Linked DNA regions of Gossypium hirsutum: all the other regions are linked to region 1. A link is a contact called in public Hi-C data. All regions are on one chromosome and are shown on one strand. Each heading gives the region's core, a stretch centred on a gene start, on an enhancer-like site or on the middle of the called end of the contact. The rest is flanking DNA. Distances are from core to core; before and after follow the strand shown.

Region 1 (3,658 bases), core at 577-3,076:
TTTAGAGAAAGGGAATGAATTAGGTAAATGTACTTATTAGATTCACCAACCGCAATTTAAATCAACAGTCAATGAGATTCATTTGCCAAGAATTTTAAGGTTTTACTGCTTATAAAACCATGAAAAGGAAGAATTGTTTGGTGGATTTACCATGTAAGTACCAAAACAAGAGAAGGTGAATTACATTTACAGGTCCCACCTCTTCTCTGTTTGCATAGATTTAGGAAGATAATGTTGGGCAGGTAGGGAGATTTATGTGGAAATTTAACATGGGGGCACAGTTCTGTGAGAGGAGGGCCCAATAAATTTAATTCAAAAAAAAAAAAAAAAAAGAAATCAACTTTTTTGGGGTAAATTTATAAATAGTCACCCAATTATTATTGTATTTTTGTTTTCACCATCAGGGTTTTTTTTTCTTTTAGTTATTGGTGGTATTAAAATTTAATATTTTGATCACTCTTTCATTAAATTACTAAGAGAATGTCTATGTGACTTTTTTATTGGCATAATAACAAATTTAGCCTTCTAATATTTATAGATTCTATTAATTTGATTCTAATTCTAAAAATTTCAACAAATTTTATCCTTAATTTTATACATTCTAGTAATTTAATATTGATTCTTAAAAGATAAAAAATAAAATTTTTAAACTTTAAAAATATAAAAAATATTTAACAATTCATTTTTCGATAAAAATACATAAGATTTATAAAAAAAAACACATAGAATTATAAATAAATGAATATCTATTATTTTCTAACATGAAATTTATTTATTAAAACAATAATTTTATAAATAAATTAATTTTTTAAAAATCCACAATCTTTTTCATTTTTTAGTTTTATTTATTATACATCCAGCCTTGTTCTTTAGTCCTCACAAAATTTATTGACTAAGGGGTCCACTTTCACCCACAATCACCAACACTAATAACTCTTACTCCGAACTCTTTGATTTCCACATCCATTGTTGTCGTGCCATAGAACTAGGAATTTGTTGTAGAGCTACTAACATAACACAACCTCATCCTCATTCATATATTCCCAATCATACTTGCCCTCAAGTAGAATCTCAAAGGCAACAAACTATTTTGGGAAACAATCTAAAGACATTGATTTTTATCCTTTTCAATCTTAGTTTGTAGTTTTTGACCCAATCTGAATATAATGGTGGTTAATGTTGAAAGAAAAGGGAAAAATTGACTATGCCTAAGTCTTCTTCATAATTTTTCTCCCTTAAATTATTTTATTTATATAATAATTATTTTAATAAATAAATGTGATGTTAGAAAGTGAGAAAAGTAGATAATTATTTATAATTATTTTATAATTTTATGTATTTTCATGGAAAAATAAACTTTTAGATAATTTTTAATTTTTAAAATTTAAGAATCATGATTAAATTGACAGAATGTAAACCCTATATGATGGTTTGATGGTCAAAAGTGTTTACTGCCTCAAGTGTGGCTTCGACTAGAGTCGTGTTAATCGCGTTTGTTATGCAGCTTTACTCTATTATTATAATTCACTAAAAAAATTAACCGAATGTATAAATGTGAGATCTAAATTTATTATTTTATCAATAGAAAAAAGGCACGCCAACATTCCGATGAAAATATTAAAATTTGATAATGAAGAATTTTAAATATGTTAATAGTTGGATGAGAATTTATAAAAATTAAAAGCTGATGGGAAATGAGATGGTTATAATGCAGACATAAGTCGTTGTTGAGAAGAAAGAGTTTGATTGGCCATTGAGATCCATCCATGGCATTGGCCCATACCCATCTGACCTAACCATTTCAAGTTTGAACTGTACACCTCTCAGCCACATACTTTTTATTTATATCTTATCCCCTTTCTCTCTCTCTCTCTCTCTCTCTCTCTCTCTCATCATTATTTCGGAACTCTTTTCCCCACCACCTACGCTTTTGCTACCTATCTCTACCATAACATGCCCCCACCCTTTCTTTCTTTATTTTTGCCCTAATTGTCAAACAGTACAATTTCACCCTTGGCCACTAACAATCTTCAAATGATTTGCTAATTTGTTGGTTTTAACTAAAACTATGAGAAAAAATTAAAAATTTCAACCAAGTCTTTGTTTGTATTAGCAAAAGCAGAAGCCCATATTTGAATTAAATGTTTTTTTATGGCAAAATTGATTTGAGTCATCACGTTTTCAAATGAAACGTGTAAAGAAATTAATTTTAGGAGGGGAACAAAATGCATGCACCTCTGCCCTCTGCATTATTAATATCACAACTTTTTATTTTGACTAACTCTTAAATACACCAAGCTATTACTTTCTATCATATTTTGACCAAAGATAATCCTAGGACATTGAAAATTTTGGTTCAATTCCAATTTGTGATTAACTTTATAAGTTGTATCAATTTTCTAAAAAAAAAAAAAACCCAAGGTGGAAAAGGTTAGAACTATCAACTATCCATTGAGTTGCGCTGTAATCTGATTTTATAAAAAGAGAAAGAAATCTTCTGAAAAAAACTTGAATTTACTATTTATTAATATTAAAAATTTCAAATTAATTTTATTAATATTTATACGAACTCCATCGGAAGCTTACAGGGCGGAGAAAGAGGGATTAGGAGTAGGACCCACAAGTGGTGTGCGAAGAGTGGGTCCCTATCGCCGCAACGGTGCACATGAGCCTACGTCCGATGCCTTTTCCCAACTCCAACTACCACCCCAAAAGGGAGGAGTTGGTACCCTGTGGGACACACACACAATACCTTTTCCTTTTCTTTCCATTTCACTCCCATCTTTTCCCCCTAATTACAAACCTACCATTCCATTCTCACTTTTTTTAAATTATTAATTACTAGTAATTCTATTTCATGCACGTCGGTATACAAAATAAATTGAAAATAACATTAAACAAACAATGAAATATATAATCTAAAATTAATAATAATAACATAGCATGTTATGGTTTTGTACTTCAATTATTTTTTAACTCGAATTATCATTTTTCTTAGCATGTAAAAATATTATCATATTAGGAAGTATTGTTTAATATGTTATTAAATGTTAAAATATTATTATATTGGTGATAGAAAAATTTGACATTAAAATAGAGTCATAAAAAATTTATGTAATAATTAAATTATAGGTTGATAAATATTTCTTTAAAAATAGACATATAACCATTTATTTGTAAAGTAAATAAAAATTTTATCATCCATACATCAAAAAGTTAATTAAACGATAATTGGAAATTGAAGCATAAAAATGTTCTAAGATGATTTGATCTTGTGATTGACACTCTTTGGATGATTATTTTTCTTTAAAAAAATAATCATATTATATATATATAAAAGGGTCAAAACCCAACCCTTTATTACTCATTTAGATGATAACATCCTCTATTTATACTAATTTCAAAAGTTTTGAGCATACTATATTCAATACAAGTGATATTAAGAAAGAATAATCAACCACCAAAAATAATTTGTGATAAAATTTGATACAAGTGATATTAAGAAAGAATAATTTCAACAAAAAAAAAAAGAAAGATCGAAACTAAAATTTAAAACTAAAACCTCTACAACTTTTAGAGAAAATTGAGTGTCTTATAATTTATTTATAAACTTTCACTTAGTGTTTCTTAACAAATCTAAGCTAACATGAGAACCACC
Region 2 (3,177 bases), core at 498-2,997, 76 kb after region 1:
TTCCATACTGCCACCATGCACGGGCGCTTCTGTGTTCTGTCTCCCACTAACGAAGTGTTGGGTAGGGGTCGTGTATTCCTCTCGGACAGTAGTAGATGTTGAACTCACAAATATTTCATTTGGCGATGAAAATTGTACATATAACTCAAGATAGGGTGATCCATTAGCGAGATGAGTCTTCACCATCGCCTCAAAGCTACGACCACATTTGATATCAAATTAGTCATATATCATGGGATCAACCGAAACACAAAATCTATACTTAATAGAAGAAACCCTCATTGGCGTCATTCCAAAAATTTTGCTCCTAATTCTTTTTACAAAATTCTGTAAAATCTATACTCTGGTTAAAAACCAATCGATGTCACGAACCTCACCATCATAGTAAATAATAGCACTAATATGTTCACTCATCTTCAATTTCTATTCTGCTTAGCCTCTCTAATTTTCTTGTTGCAACTGATGCAACCTGAGAATGAAATTTGCCTTATTTATAGTCTAAGGCCAAACATGAACTACTGTAGAAAAAAAGCGTCCACGTGGGAGCCTTTTTCAATAATTTTGCTGACAGTGCATCTTGCTTGAAGCATTTTTTACATTATTTATTCATAAACGTCTTCTCAAAAATATTTTTTTTTAAAACTACTGTCAAAAAAAAGCGTCCACGTAGGAGCTTTTTTCAGTAATTTTGCTTACAGTGCATCCTGCTTAAAGCATTTTTGACACTATTTGTTCAAAAACGTCTTCTCAAAATTATTTTTTCAGGGTAAAAATAGTCAATTTTGTTAAAAAAAAACTAAACACAATATTATTTTTTTTAAAAAATAAATCCTAATTTAATTAATTTTAACCTTAAACCCTAATCCCTAATTTAATTTATTTATTTAAAACCTTTAAACCCTAATTACTTAATTTATTTAAAAACCATAAACTTTAATTTAATTAATTTTTAAAAAAGAACACTAAATCCTAATTTACTTTTAAAACTTCCTAAAACACTAAACCCTAAATCATTAAACCATAAACTATAAACCTAAATTATTTTAGCAAAACCTTAACCCTAAAAACCTTAAAAAACCCTAAACCAAAAAAAAAACTCTAGGGACTGAACATGCAAAAAATCATAACCTAGAAAAAGCACGGAGCAAAATGCGCCCCTAGGGGAGCGTTAAAATGCGCCCCTAGGGGAGCGTTTTTGCCACATCAGCAAAGCACGTCCACTTCAGCTCGTTTTGTGCTGACATAGCAAAACGTTCCCCAGAGGCGCGATTTGTTGGAAATTTCCCCTAAAAACGCTCCTACGTGGACGCGTTTTGCCAAAATCGGCTCTTTCCAGTAAATAATGCTAAAATCGACCCATTTCTGTAAATATACTTGAAAATGGACCTTTTTAAGTAAATTAGTCCAAAATAGTATAACTTAAATAAATGATAGGATAAAAATTGGTTATAAATTTTTAATTGAATTAATGTTATAAATTAAATAAATAGACAACAACTTAATTGAAAAATTATTAAAATATTTTTATTTTTATGAAGTAAATTTCATATCATTTAAATAAAATGGTAACGTGAATGAAAGGAATTTTTAAAATTTGAACTTAATTAATATTGTGAGTGATAAATAAAGATGTAAGAGAGGAGATTGTGGGAAGAGAAGAAAAACAAAAAGGTCCCACCTGAAGAGTCATGCATGTGATGTTGGTGGGGAGTTGAGGTATTAAAATTTAGTGAGACGGAACAATAATTAGGCTATTGAGAGAGAGCAGCAGCTATAAATAATTATTAATTACTTGGAGTGTTTTCTTTCAAAGCAAGTGAGGGGTTTAGGGAAAATAAAATAAATATCGCAATGGAAGCTTCTAATGTCTGTACCTAACACCTTTGAAAAAAAAAAAAAAGAAAGTGATGAATTGAAGAAAAAAATAATCAATGGTTCAATAATACTGAATTATTGATTAACATAATATATAATTAATTCAATAAATTTAATATTTTAAATATACGAAATGTCTTTTAATTAATACCGGATTAAGTAAATCAAATAAATAGACATAATAAAAAATTTAGTCTTTAATATTTACATCTTTTACATTTTGGCCCTTATTTTATTTTTGAGTTAAATTTGACATTTAATGTTTTAGAAAGAGTCGAATTGTTTCTTTTAATAGAAATATCGTTTAAAACATTAAAATTTTAAACATGACAACATGTATAGTAATTTATGTGTACTTTATGCTAATTTTTCTTAATTTTAATGAACTATATAGTTTTTTTTTTAATTTTACAATTTTATAATTATTTGTTGATGCAACAAATAAGATAAATAGTGGCATGTCGACAGGAAGTATGCATAGATTGTCACGTGGGTTGTCATGCTAATATTGTTAAAAATTTAATATTTTAGTAAGAATTTCCATTAAAAAAATAATTTAGCTTTTATTTAGTTTTCAAATTAAATTTCAGCTCAATTATTTTTGTAATGAAAATAACTTTTGCTTTGCTTTTTCAAGTTATGGATTTTAATTTCCTTAGGTTTCATTTTTTTAAATTTATATTATCTTTAAAAATTGCTTGGGGTAGATTTATTCTAATAGAAATTCAATAAAGAAGCATTTTCTTATTAGTTTATATTTGATTTAGAATTTGTTTACAACATCCACAATAGTTAGTATTATTATTGCTCTTAATTTGTTTGTAATTGGCATATGTTATGTGGTTGTTCATGAAAGCCACTCAGCCACCCCCTGATGAAAGCTTAGCCTTAACGATTTTGCTTTGTGTTTGGTAATATAAAAAAGAAATCCTATTGTTTGGTAAGACAAACACACACTAAAATGAATATAAGAAAACATATATATATTTTTAAAATTCAATATTTTTTTCTAAATTGTTTCTTTTCGTTTCGTTTCATCTTTCATATCAAACATAATTACAATTTTAATTTTTTTAATAAAAAATATCCTCACCCAATTTCTTTCTTTCTTCATATGAATTATTGTGTTAATGGCATGGCCATGGATTAATTTTGGCTGCTTTTGCAATTTCAAATTTGGGTTCTGATTTTCACTTTGACCGTCGAAGTGCACTATATAGTTTTTTTAATCAATCGAAATATATTTAGCTTTAAATTAAAATAAATTTAGACGAAGAATTAAACTTTTAACTCCTTGCCATT
Region 3 (3,383 bases), core at 255-2,754, 100 kb after region 1:
AAGAAAATCAAATCAAGTTTTATTAAAGCAAAAACTTATACTCAAAGAAGCTCTTTTTTTAGTGAATTATAGTGTTTTTTTTTTGAAAAATTGAGCTCTCTTTTAATAATGGGGAAACATTTCTATTTTCAATAAAATTCTCCATTTGATGAGAATTATCTAATACAATGAGATACTAACCTTATCTATTGAAGATGCTCTTCAGTATAATTCTAAAGCCACCCATTTCAATAAAATCATGGATTTATTACTTTATAAATACAATCAAACCAAAGAAACACCACATTTACAGTAAATACAATCTTTTGATTATGCATCTTTTTTGGCGACAAAGAAGAAGATGAAGATAAGGAACTCCTTTTGTGCTTCTCCACCTCCGGGTGATGCAATGGCTTAAGCGGTTTTATTTTAAATTAAAATTCCACTTGTTATATTTTATTTCTTCTCATAAATTTAAAACATTATTTTCTAAAATTTCAAAACCCATAGAGTCATTGTTTAGAACTCAGAAATTTATATTAAAAATTCAAAACTTAAAAATTGTTAAATCGATTAATTTCAAATTAAAGCTTCTTTAAGTATTAGACAATAAGATCTTTAAACTGGAAAGTTTGTAATAGCTAAGGGGATGCAGAAATGAGTAATCGAAATTTTATATACCATGAGGAGATACAAAAGCATAGGAGACAGGAAAAGTAAACATTAAATAAATTTTTATGTATCTTTTAGTTGGAAGTATGGGCGATTAAGATGAAGCCGAGCATGACAAAAGTATGAGAAATTTGAAAGTGAGTAATTAAAACTTTTAATTGATTTGTTTTTTTTTTTTGCTTCAATCAAGTTTTTATTTATTTAGTTTTGGCTTCAATCAAGCATGAGAAATTTTTTGGTTTTTCTCGGTTTTGTAAAATAGGGAAGAAAGTCTTGTATAAAGATGATGGTTTTTGGGTTTCAACTCGAAAGTTTAATAATATTTTTTAAGATTTTTTTAAGTATATATTTTTAAATTTAGAAATTTTGTATTTATAGTTTTTAAAATATTTTAACATTATCTTTACTATTTTTAATAATTTATATTTAATTTAAGATTTTTTTAAAATTTTTAGAATTATTGTTAAAAAGAATTTTTAAAAAATCAAAATGATATTTTATTTATAGTTCAAGTACTAATTAGTTATTAATCATTTAATTTAACATTTCACGTCATTATTTAACAAAAAAATTTAATAGATAAACTAATTTGCACGTTTCAAAATATATAGGACTAATTTATCTATTTTTTCAATAAAGAGATCGAAATATAATTTATCCCTAAATAGAGAGATTTGTTTGGTATTTTTACCATTGCAGTGGTGATATGGGAAAAAAAACTTTCCAAGTGGATTGGCTATTCTTGTGCATAAATCATAATATAGATATGGTAGTTGTGCTTCTTTAACCTATTGGTATACTACTATACATGAGAGTGAGAGCGAGAGGGGGGGGGGTTTCTAGAAGACTTGGAGGTTGGGTTTGTAAGGTTGGGATAACGAAACAAAAAGGCAATAAATATGATATTTATATATGAGTGTGGTTGTAGCTATATCAAAGTGGGCTTTGGTTCACCTTCCATTTTTATTTTCCCCAGCCTTGTGGTGTAAGTTTGGGCAGCAAATAACAAAGGGGCAGCAAATATGATTCATTTCACTTTTTTCTTGTATATCTTTTGCTGAAAATTTTGGATATTAGTAAATGTTATTTGTTACTCATCACCCAACAATTAAAGTTGTGAAGATGAAAAAGGGCAACATTAAATCCTAATCATTAAAATTAAGAATCTAACACTCCAGCTTCCAAAAAGTAAAGAAAAGAAACACTCTACATACAAAATGCATGATAATTGACTTCTCATTTATGAAACTTTAAGTGGACCAGAGAAGAAACCTAATGAGCAAATCGATTTGATTTTTTGATAAAATCTTTATCATCTAACATATTAATTTTAAGAGATATTAACCTCAACTTAACAATTAGGTTTAGATCAAGTTTAGCTTCTGAATTTAACAATTAGATTTGATAGCGTGACATTCTAAAATTGTGTCACATCATCACTTAAAAATTAAAAATTTTATATGAATTTTTAGGTGATAAAATGGTATAATCTTAGAATATCACATATAATGTTTTAATAATCAGATCAATAGTTGAACCGATTAGACCACCAATTCCTGATTCAATTGGTTTGATCATTCAACTTCTAGACCAATAATAATTAAATAAATAATTAAAATTCATAAAAAATTAAAAAAATAATCGATTCAACCTATTTAACTACTAATTTTTGTCTTAGTTTTCGATTTTATTAGTTTTGAGCAGTTTCTGATCCAATCGGTTCAACACCTTTGTTTAAACTAGTATACTAATTGTTTTTAGTCTAATCGACCCAACCAACCAATCGAGTCATATTCCAATAACGTTAGTCACATTATCAAATCTTGATAGAATTTAAGTTCAAGACCAAAATGGATCTAATTGTCAAGTTCAAGTACTAAAGTGAACAAAAAAGAATATAAGCACCAAAGTAGACTTAATTGCTAAGTTTAGAGGCCAAAAAAATTGTATTATCCTACTTTTTTTAGTGATCATGGTATGGTAACTTGTGCGATAATCTACAAGTAATTCATACTGACATGACACTACCTGTCATACATGTTAGGTCCATAGATAATTGAAGATCATAAAGATATTCAAAAAATAAAAATTTTTAGAAAACAACTAGCATGAAATACACGTGGATTGTCATACGAGATATTAAGTTTAAAAATTAATATTTCTATTAAAAATATTTTGGAATCTTTTTAATAAATTGATAAATGAATTTCACTTAAAAAGTATAAATTAAAACGACAAAAAGAATAAATATTAAAAAGTAAATTTATTATTTATGTCTAATGTAATATACAAGAAAAAAAAAAACGCACCTAAGTACTATCCATTTGTTTTTATCTTCAAATTTTTTGAACAAACATCCAAATAAGCTTTACGTCTGATAAAAGAGTGGTAGGTAGGTACATTTTACGTCATTCAATTTAAGTTTGGCATCAACTTTCACTAGCAAGGAGTAAAAGTGGGCAATAGATTTTTTTTTTAAATCAAGGTGTACACCAATTAATTTTTTTATTGATGATATTTTTAAATAGTTGATCATAAAATGTATTTTATTTTTATGAGTAGAAGTTTAGTCTCCAACCTTATAATTAAAAGATAAGATGAATAAATATCATACATCATTTAAAATGAATAAACATCATACCTCATCATATAACACCCCTGGAAAGAATAAATCATTTCACCATTTTCTTATTATTATATCATTCTCCGGGATTCAGATATTAGTAATTGTT

Evidence for each region. A called contact is a pair of places that touch in the nucleus more often than the background predicts.
Region 2: a Hi-C map of leaf shows a contact between it and region 1, with 1.9 times the contacts expected there. The contact joins two enhancer-like sites. A contact is called at or near these places in 4 of 34 Hi-C or Micro-C datasets (fibers and leaf).
Region 3: a Hi-C map of leaf shows a contact between it and region 1, with 2.8 times the contacts expected there. The contact joins two enhancer-like sites. A contact is called at or near these places in 4 of 34 Hi-C or Micro-C datasets (all in leaf).

What each region holds. Positions count from the first base shown.
Region 1 is chrA12:6,823,514-6,827,171 of Gossypium_hirsutum_v2.1, reverse strand. No RefSeq gene overlaps it. Among protein-coding and RNA genes, the nearest start is that of LOC107932580, 28 kb to the left of the region's middle. Within about 2 kb of position 1,826, at least 3 of the 9 cell types and tissues checked have an H3K27ac peak or open chromatin away from gene starts, as enhancers often do. A contact at or near this core is called in leaf, where this site is marked.
Region 2 is chrA12:6,747,826-6,751,002 of Gossypium_hirsutum_v2.1, reverse strand. No RefSeq gene overlaps it. Among protein-coding and RNA genes, the nearest start is that of LOC107932573, 6.4 kb to the right of the region's middle. Within about 2 kb of position 1,747, at least 3 of the 9 cell types and tissues checked have an H3K27ac peak or open chromatin away from gene starts, as enhancers often do. A contact at or near this core is called in leaf, where this site is marked.
Region 3 is chrA12:6,723,937-6,727,319 of Gossypium_hirsutum_v2.1, reverse strand. No RefSeq gene overlaps it. Among protein-coding and RNA genes, the nearest start is that of LOC107932573, 17 kb to the left of the region's middle. Within about 2 kb of position 1,504, at least 2 of the 9 cell types and tissues checked have an H3K27ac peak or open chromatin away from gene starts, as enhancers often do. A contact at or near this core is called in leaf, where this site is marked.